2 separate regions of the Gossypium hirsutum genome follow, and region 1 is linked to region 2. A link is a contact called in public Hi-C data. All regions are on one chromosome and are shown on one strand. The core of a region is the stretch at or near the end of the contact, and the rest is flanking DNA. Distances in the headings are between cores, read along the strand shown.

Region 1 (4,194 bases), core at 385-2,884, 65 kb after region 2:
AAAATAGTCGGGTCAGGGTCGGAGCTGGGTTTGAGGTAAATCTACCCTGCCTCAAGATATTTATAAAAATACCCCTAAAATATAAACATATATTAACCTTTGTTTTCAATAAATAAAAATAAAAATATTAAGTTTTACGTTCAAACTAAAAAAAATCAATCTTCTTTGCTTCAAAATAAAAAATAAAATAATTAAATTAAATTCAAGGTGGGTTGGGACGGAATCAAGTCTTCTATTAAATTTTGAGCTCGGGACGAATATTTTTTAAGAGTCAGGGTCAGGATATCGATCAAACTCTCGTTTCCATCCCTAGTCGATGCACATCATTCCAATGGAAAACTAGAACATTCAATTCTATGTTCCACACTGATGAACATTTTAGTTTGCACTAGTCACGTTGACTTGTTTCACTTAATTCTGATTGTATTGACAAAAACATTGTGCATTAACTGACACAGTAAAATGTTAAAAAAATGTGAAATTATTTTTTATTGTTTATAATGATAAATAATAAAAAATTTAATTATTAAAGTTTATTACTTTAAATTTTAAATTAAAAATTAATAAATAAAAAAGAAGTAATAAATGAAACGAAAAAATAGGGCAATAATCCTAATAGCTTCACGAACACACCTTGTATATAGTTTTATGAAACTTCTATCATATATGTTTAGTATGGGATAGTTTGTTGTAGATAATCTTTTATTATTATTATTTTTTAACGTATGAGATGACTTTTTCCCGTTTATTTTGAATTTTTCAAATAATGGTTTTTTACTTGGAGTTTATCAATAATTTAATGATAATTATATATAATTTATTTATTCTCTTTCATTTTATATTTGTAAATAAATTTGTATGTATATATTAAATATTTTTATAAAATATTGATAAATTCAAATCAATATGCTAAAATAGATTGATACCAACACGAACAAATTTCGATAGAAAAGTAATGCTCTTATCGTTATGAAATGATTTCCGACTCTACATAAAAATTATAAATTATATATCACCAATAACACAATTTATAAAATTTTTAAGTTCGGAAATCGCTCAAAAAAAGTAAAGAATTACAAGACTTAAGCTTCTGATTCAAAAGTCAAATTTAGCTATAATAAATACATAACTCTACTGACTACTCCTAGCTTTACCTAATGATTTAAAAAACTAGAGAATTTAGAAATATCACCAAAAAAAAAAAGAAAAAAGAGAGAAAGTCTTTTGGTATGTTATAGAAAAGAGAGAAAGTCTTTTGGTATGTTATAGACAAAATAAAAAAATAAACTAGGCTAGTTAAACCAATAGTCCAACCATTCCAAACTAACATCTACAAGCCCACTGATCATTTAAAAATAATAAATTCAATCAAACCACAAATGACCTTGTGACTTTAGGCTTGATCAAAATTATACAAAAAAAAACACATTTTAAAAGAAGTATTTTTTATGGAAAACTCTCTGAAAGTGGTTGACGGTGACGGTGACGGTGATTTGCGGTTATCTGAAGATCGCAACACTAAGAAAGTAAGTTTTAAAGATGGTTTTGACGGGGTTTCTGTAAATATGGCTGTGGGCTCTGATCCACCCTCGAATATGATAACGTCATGGAAAGACAAACTCTTTGGGGCTAGTCAAGAATTTGTGGGGTTTGATGGACCATTGATGGAATCCTGACAATTGACTTTTCCGACCGAGTCGAAGAAATCTTATACAAAGAGATGGAGACGACAGTAGTATTGAAACTACTAGGCCAAAATATCAGCTATGGTGTTCTGTTTAATCGGATTAGCAATCTTTGGAAGCCTATACAACCATTTCAATTAATAGATATTGAGAATGGGTATTTTTTTAGCTAAATTTCAGAACAAGGAGGATTATGGCAAAGTTTTAACACAGGGACCATGGATAATTTTTGGGCAATATTTGACCGTTCAGCCATGGACAAAAGACTTTTCTCCTCTTCAACCATACCCAAGTGTGGTTATGGCTTGGATTAGGCTCCTGGGCTACGGGGATTTATGTACAAAACGGAGATTCTCGAGGCAATTGGAAGCACAATTGGTAAGGTTACTAAGATTGATTTTAAGACCGACAATAGAACTGGGGGCAGATTCGCCAGGATGGCTGTGTTCATCAACCTGGATAAGCCTCTCATCTCTTAGATTTGTGTTAATGGCGAAATTCAACGGGTGGAATATGAAGCCTTGCCAACGGTTTGTTTTACTTGTGGAAATATGGGCATGTGATGGAGTTGTGCTCTTTGTCGAAAGAAAAGTCGGGCAAAGATGATGAAAAGGTGGTGGCCGACGGTGGTTCAAGCAAAAATAAGGGCGAACTTGGGAAGGAGTCTGAACCAACTTTCGAACCTTGGATGTTGGTAGAGTGTAGATCCAACGATGATCGAGGGATTCTCGAGAATCTAGTGGTAAGGTTGTTGGAAAAGGAAGATTAGGCTCCAGATTTGATGTCCTTAATGACGAGGGCAAGATGGCTGGTGGTGAAGAAGGGATGACAAAGGAAGATTTAGGGGGATTGAATCTTCATGCGGTGGAAATTAATTTGATTACCCTTGATTCTAAGGAAGAAGACACCTTTAAATCTTTGACTAACCCACATAACAAATCTGTTAAAAATTTGGGCCTTGATTCGGAAGCCCAAAAGAAGACTACCAATTTAGATGTTGTGCGTATTGGGGGAGAAGTCCAATCGGGCCAAGGAGTTGACAGAATAAGGCTGAAAAGTTTGGGGAAAAAGAGTTTGAATGATAATGGGTCGAATAGGTTTTTGCTTGGGCCGCTTTCTAAGGAAAACCCAAATGGATTTTGTTTGCAGGCTTATCCAACTGAAGCAAATCAATATGCTTCCGGTGCACCTATGATTTTGGGGGTCACGGGCAGTCACGCTAATGGGTCGGTAGGGAAACAAGATAGGCCTACGTTTCTTTCTAAGCCTCTTAGTGATCAGCAGATTTCTCCTGCATCGTCCAATGCCGAAAATCCCCAAGTTCTTTCTAATTTTAATTTAAATTCAACTAACCTTGAATTTGGGACTATTTTGTCAGATATAGGTAATTTTGGGAACAATTTTGAATCCAAATTGCAAGCCAGCAATTCAGATGACATTAAGGCACATTTCAACCTGGCTTTTGAAGATCCAATAGAGGTTGAGGTCCAATTGACTGATAGTATTTTAGATCGCTAGAAGTACTCTATTGTCACTTTTAAAAATTTTCCTAATTCCCCTGATCAGTCTAAAGGTCGTTCTATTGAGTCTATAAGTGCAGGTAATACAGGAAATAAGGACCGAAAAAGTAATGAGAAATTTGGCATTACTAAAGGAGGACGCAAGAATAGTAATGTATTAAGGGGATGATGGAGTCGATTCAAAACTTCTGCAAATTCACAGGTTTCTTTAGTTAATTCTATAAAAGAAGTGGTGAAGCTTATATCCTCTGATCTATCGAATGAAGTTGAAATGGAAGTGCTTGTTGAATTTGACCCTAGTGGATTGAACGATTCTCGAAAGTAATGGTATGATTTTACTATTATTTTTATTAATTATGAATCTCTCGATTTTTTCTTGAAATTGTCAAGGATGCGCCAATGCCAGATTTCCTCACATTTTTCGTGAATATAATATGGAGCATGGACCAGGCATTATTTGCTTGTTGGAAACTAGAGTTAGTGGGTCCAAAGCTGGTAAAATTATTACACATTTGGGATTTCAGTTCTAGCACCGTGTGAAGGCTATTGGTTATGCTGGGGGCATTTGGATTGGCTGGAATAATTATGTTAGAGTTGAGATTATATGAAATAAGCCCTAATTTATTCTTATTCGGGTTTGGCCTAATTCTTCGCCAAATCTGATTTTGATTGGTTTTGTTTATGGGAGTCCAAATCGCCAGAAGCGAAAAGAACTTTGGTATGATCTGAAAGCTACCATTCTTGTTGGGTAAACTCTTTGGATGGCGATCGGTGATTTTAATGCTATTCTATCCTCAAATGAGAAAACAGGTGGCCTTTCAGCTGGTAAAAGATGCCTTCACTTTGGTAATTTTGTGGATTTGGTTAACCTTCATGATTTGGGGTTTAGGGGACATCCTTTTACTCGGCACAGGGGCAATCTGTTTGAAAGATTAGATTGTGCGTCAGGAAATAAGGCTTGGGTTAATTATTTTCCAAATAGTTTAATT
Region 2 (4,849 bases), core at 1,883-4,382:
GTTTGCCTATACAAAACATTAAGCACAAAACAACAGGGTTCACATATGGCCTATGTTCGCATGCAATATGAACATCATAGGTACACAGCATAATAGACCTCACGTTTCACATGGGTTCGCAATTCACATTATAACCGCACACCGCATTTATACTTTGACATATATATATTAGATAATTCAAACCCTTTTAATGCAAAGTTATACGTACATATTTTATTTATAAAGAAACCTGCGCATGCATTCATTGCATATAAAAAAACCTCTTTTTTCATGCATATATATTTAACACTTTACATAGTTATATTATATGACAAAGCATCAAGCATTAAGCTCGCACTCACATATAGGCTCGCAAAATTTAAAAGCACAGTTTGCATATTACAACTCAGAGCTCGCATCAAATTACAACAGGGCTCGCATGAAAATATAACAGGGCTCGTATGCACATGTCAGGGTTCACACACTAAATAATAGGGTTCCTATAGCATAAAAAATACACGCATACAGATTCATGCTAAGGGTTCGCACGTATTACTTGACTGCCTGTCGTGCGCGACTTCATTTTCAAGTGCAGTACACATCGTACTCTCTTTGTTCAGCACAACGTCTACTAGGTGACCTTCTCCTTGCCTTTGTCTCTGCTAGTCGATGCTCCCCCAATATTTTTAGTTTCGCATGAACAAATACACATCACATATTGTCTAAAACAATTTATTTCATTCACTACTCAACTGCAACCCTTTTCTTACGCTACTTTTCTTACGCTAACTTTGATAGATTTTTCTTACTTTACTATTACTTGTTTTTATTTCCTAATTTTTTAACCTCCTACTTACATATATTTGTAGATTTAGACTATTAATTAAAGGTAACCTCACTAAACCCTATTCTTTCAAGAACAACCACTATTCATCTTCTTCCTCAAGAGAAAAACCCTTTGGTTTATAAATTTTCTTAAAAACTTTGCTAAATCGGATTGTAAACCTTTTATTATTATTATATTTTTTTAATGTTCTTTGAAAATTATTTTAGAAAACATTTCATAGTTTTGCTAGCTTCGATCCACCATTTTCATGAAACCAAACATTAAAAAAAAAAACAGAAAGTATTCATATTTGTTATCTAAATTGTAGATACTTTAGCCAAAAGCTTTTCATGCGAATTTGATATAAAAATAAATTGTTTACCATCGATATTGCTATCTTTCGTGACTCCCGGGTGGTCCGCTTAATAACCGAACCAAGGTTTAAGAGAAAAAAATGTTGCTTTACTTAAGAATTTTAAAGAAGAAAATGGTGCTTGGCTGCTCAGAAAATACCATGTGCAGAAAATTTCTGAAAGCAAACCAACTACCAGACGCAACAAATTTTTGAAATGAAGAAAATGTGCAAACGTGGGGAAGAAAATGAGCAGTGTTGGCTTTTACAGCCAAATCCATTAATTAAAATTGGTTTATTTATACTATAGATCCCTCCTAATTCTACCCTTGTTTTAATAAATCCCCCACTAATCATTAATCATAAATTACCTATTTAAGTTCTCTAGTTTAGCTTCTATTCCTATTTTGTCCTAATTACTAACGTGTTTTTTATTTTACCTATTTCTAATCTATAATTTAATGCCTACACTACCGACCCGATTTCCAGAATGTGACACAAAGAGTTGTCTATTGCAAGTTTAAATCTCTTCAACTACCTCGAATCCACAAAATTGTGGGTGCTACCATAGTCCACCAGAATAACAATTTCCGCTTTGTCTATCGTGGCAGAAATTGCATGGTGTTGTGGCCTTAGGATCCATTGCAAAGATAGGACTGGTGCAACAGTATCACTCTCATTTTCCAAGGTGTCCAGTTTCTCAAGGCAATCCTGGAACTCCTCTGAGGTAGGACTCCTATGCTCAAAATTGTGCTCTAGATGACGTCTATCACTAGCTGATACAGCTGGGATCTATTGCATTTGTACCCTAGTGTGTATTTGGTTGTACATCAAAAGCACAACCCTTTCCTTCTTCTCTCATCCATCTCAGTTTGAGAAAGAGCTTTTGTAGGTAACTTATGGTTTGGGGACGCGATATGATGAGTCCTTGGGCTCGAGAAGCTACTAACAGTGTTGTGACTATGTCCCTTGCTAGTGGAAAACAGTGTCCTCGAATAACCAGAGGTGCCCCCAAAAGAACTTGGTTTTTTAAAGGTACTACCAACAATTTCTTCCATTTTTCGAGCAAGTATATATCCTTCCACCAGAGTAGTGGGCTTAAACAACCTTAAGTATTTTTCAATCTCAGGTTGAAGATTGTAAATAAAAATGCTTAAGGCATAGCTCTCAAGTAAATGTAACTGGTTGAGGAGACTCACAAAATTATCATGATACTAGTCCACTATACTAACCTGTTTGAAAGCCACCAACTCAGTCATAGGGTCCAAACATCTGGCAACACCAAAGCGATCTTTCAAGCCTCGGATCTTTCAAGCCAGCTACTCAGTCATAGGGTCCAAACATCTGGCTCAAAAAATTGCTCGAGTTTGGACCACCAACCTTGGAAATCTTCACCATCGAATCGAGGAAAACCCCACTGGAAAGATCTACCCAATGTATCCATCGATATCGCTAGAGAATGGACACCCAGGTGCCCCAAATCAACAGTAGGAGACATAACCAAGTTATCCTTAGGTGGAAACCCGGGGGGGCAGTGTCTCTAGGATTCCTTTTCCTCTTATTGGTGCTCCACTTGAGTTTTGTCCCGAAACCTGAGTCAAATATTGATAAAAGAAGGAATGGAGCTCGGATATAAGCTCGCATTTGAACTCTTCATGAAAATCCTTGAGGTGAGAATCGATTTTGGCATCAAGTTGGGTGAACTCCTTTTTGAGCTGCAACAACTCCTGCTGCATCAAACCTATTTCCTTCTGCTGACGCATGGTAACTCCATCAGTGGCCATGTGGATCGCAGGCTTTGATACTTTTGATACGGTAGAATATTTGAAACAGAAAAATGAAAGGAAGAAATAGCAGATAGAAGAGAAGAGAAATGAAGAAGAAAAACTGTGTATTTCTCATAACTGCCATTCCTTATGTTGATTGGTCAATATAAAAGCAAATAGCGGCTTAGGAATGACAACCTGTCACGTCGAGCAATAGTTGTCCAATCCGCACCGTTTAACTAAACAGTTATATCCTCAAATAAATCGTTTTTGACGTGCCCTTTATACGCACCGTTTTACTAATACTATTACCCAAAACACATCGTTTTGTTCTAATGATAACTAAACAAAGGATTAATAGAAAATTAACAGAATTTTAAACATAAGACCGTTGCACTAATTATTCCATATCAATTCTAAAATTTATATAGAACCCCAGTAGCCTCCATTGCTCCACGCCAGAATCTCCGGGCCAAAATCTTTCAGAATCACCAAAAGGTTTTCCTCTCCTTTCTTTCCTACTTTTTCTTCTACGAATCCCCCAATGCACTTCATATATAATAGGAACAAGAAGGACAAGAGAAAACCTTTTTTTTCTTTGCATAGATTGTGGTAAAAGTAAGAGAACACCAACAATTTTTGAACCCTTCAAGTCACTTTAAATTAGATCTACTTGACCCAAAGACTCGCTTGAAAAATGAGAAGGTTTGAGTAAAAATATAGACTCGAAACATGGGTTTGAAAAAAAATAAGGCCCATTTTTAGGTCTTGAGTAAGGTTTTTTTATCTTGGTCCGAATTTACAAAAAAAAAATTATGCTATTTTGTCACTGTTTTGCTTCTATTTTATTATTAGATTGTTATTGTTCGGATATTGTCTAACTCTTATTTTATTATTAATTTTTCTACTATTTTAGAGGTATTTACTTATTAAGTTGTACTTATCTAAGTGTTATTTAATTATAATTTTTTTAATTTATTTTTAATTTATTGTGAAACATTATTTAATGTTTTTAATGTTTATATTTTTAAATTTTTATATAAAAATAATATAAAATGCATTAATACGGACGAGTTGGACCAAATCCAAATTTTAATATTTTTATCTAAGTTGAACTTAAATAAAATTTTAAGTCTATTTTTTTAAACTGAATCGAATCTAAACCTACCAAACAGACATGTATCCACAACTTAAACCCGTCACTAGTCTCACACCGCAAGACCATTCACCGACTTTGTTTGAACCTTCATCGAGTCAGTCTACTTTATGTAATCAAGGGCATCAAGGAAAGCATTACCATGTTGGGATGGTTCAGACTGATATGGCTTGTCGTCTTAATGGGATCTGATTGGTGCATTTTGAGGGTCCATCTCCAACCTTCAAACTTCTCTATCATTTACAGTATTTAAAATTATTTTATTTGAAAAGAATTTCTCTCCAAACTCACAGCAAATAGGAACTAATCGTGTTCAAGTTAAAATGATTTTATTTCCTTTTTTATCAATGCTTGAAATCCATCAAAACCCACAAGTTAAAAAATTCCTCAAAACTCTGATGGGGAAGAGGCAAGAAACAAATCGAAGAAGATGGAGTACAAAGGGAGAAAGAGTAAGGGGTGACAGCAAAAACTAAACTTAATTTTTATTTATTAAAATGTCACATTGGCTAAATAATTTTTTTTAAAAAAAATTCTATATAAATTTTAATAAAAAAATTCTATATAAATTTTAAAAAGAATTTTAATTTTTTATATAGAATTAGAGTTAAATTGATAAAAAAAATATAAAAATTGAGAAATTGTTATGAATATATTGTTAACCAAATTAGGAAAAAAACCATTATTTTTTTTAAAAAATATAAAAGTAATGACTTTTGTTTCCATAAATTTACATTTTAATTGTCCAATCTAAAAAATTATTATATATA

The links. Hi-C and Micro-C count contacts between places; a contact is called where the count stands out from the background.
Region 1: a Hi-C map of leaf shows a contact between it and region 2, with 1.6 times the contacts expected there. The contact joins two enhancer-like sites. A contact is called at or near these places in 6 of 34 Hi-C or Micro-C datasets (all in leaf).

The regions. Positions count from the first base shown.
Region 1 is chrA05:41,734,702-41,738,895 of Gossypium_hirsutum_v2.1, forward strand. No RefSeq gene overlaps it. Among protein-coding and RNA genes, the nearest start is that of LOC107897311, 12 kb to the right of the region's middle. Within about 2 kb of position 1,635, at least 9 of the 9 cell types and tissues checked have an H3K27ac peak or open chromatin away from gene starts, as enhancers often do. A contact at or near this core is called in leaf, where this site is marked.
Region 2 is chrA05:41,668,364-41,673,212 of Gossypium_hirsutum_v2.1, forward strand. No RefSeq gene overlaps it. Among protein-coding and RNA genes, the nearest start is that of LOC121229122, 27 kb to the left of the region's middle. Within about 2 kb of position 3,133, at least 7 of the 9 cell types and tissues checked have an H3K27ac peak or open chromatin away from gene starts, as enhancers often do. A contact at or near this core is called in leaf, where this site is marked.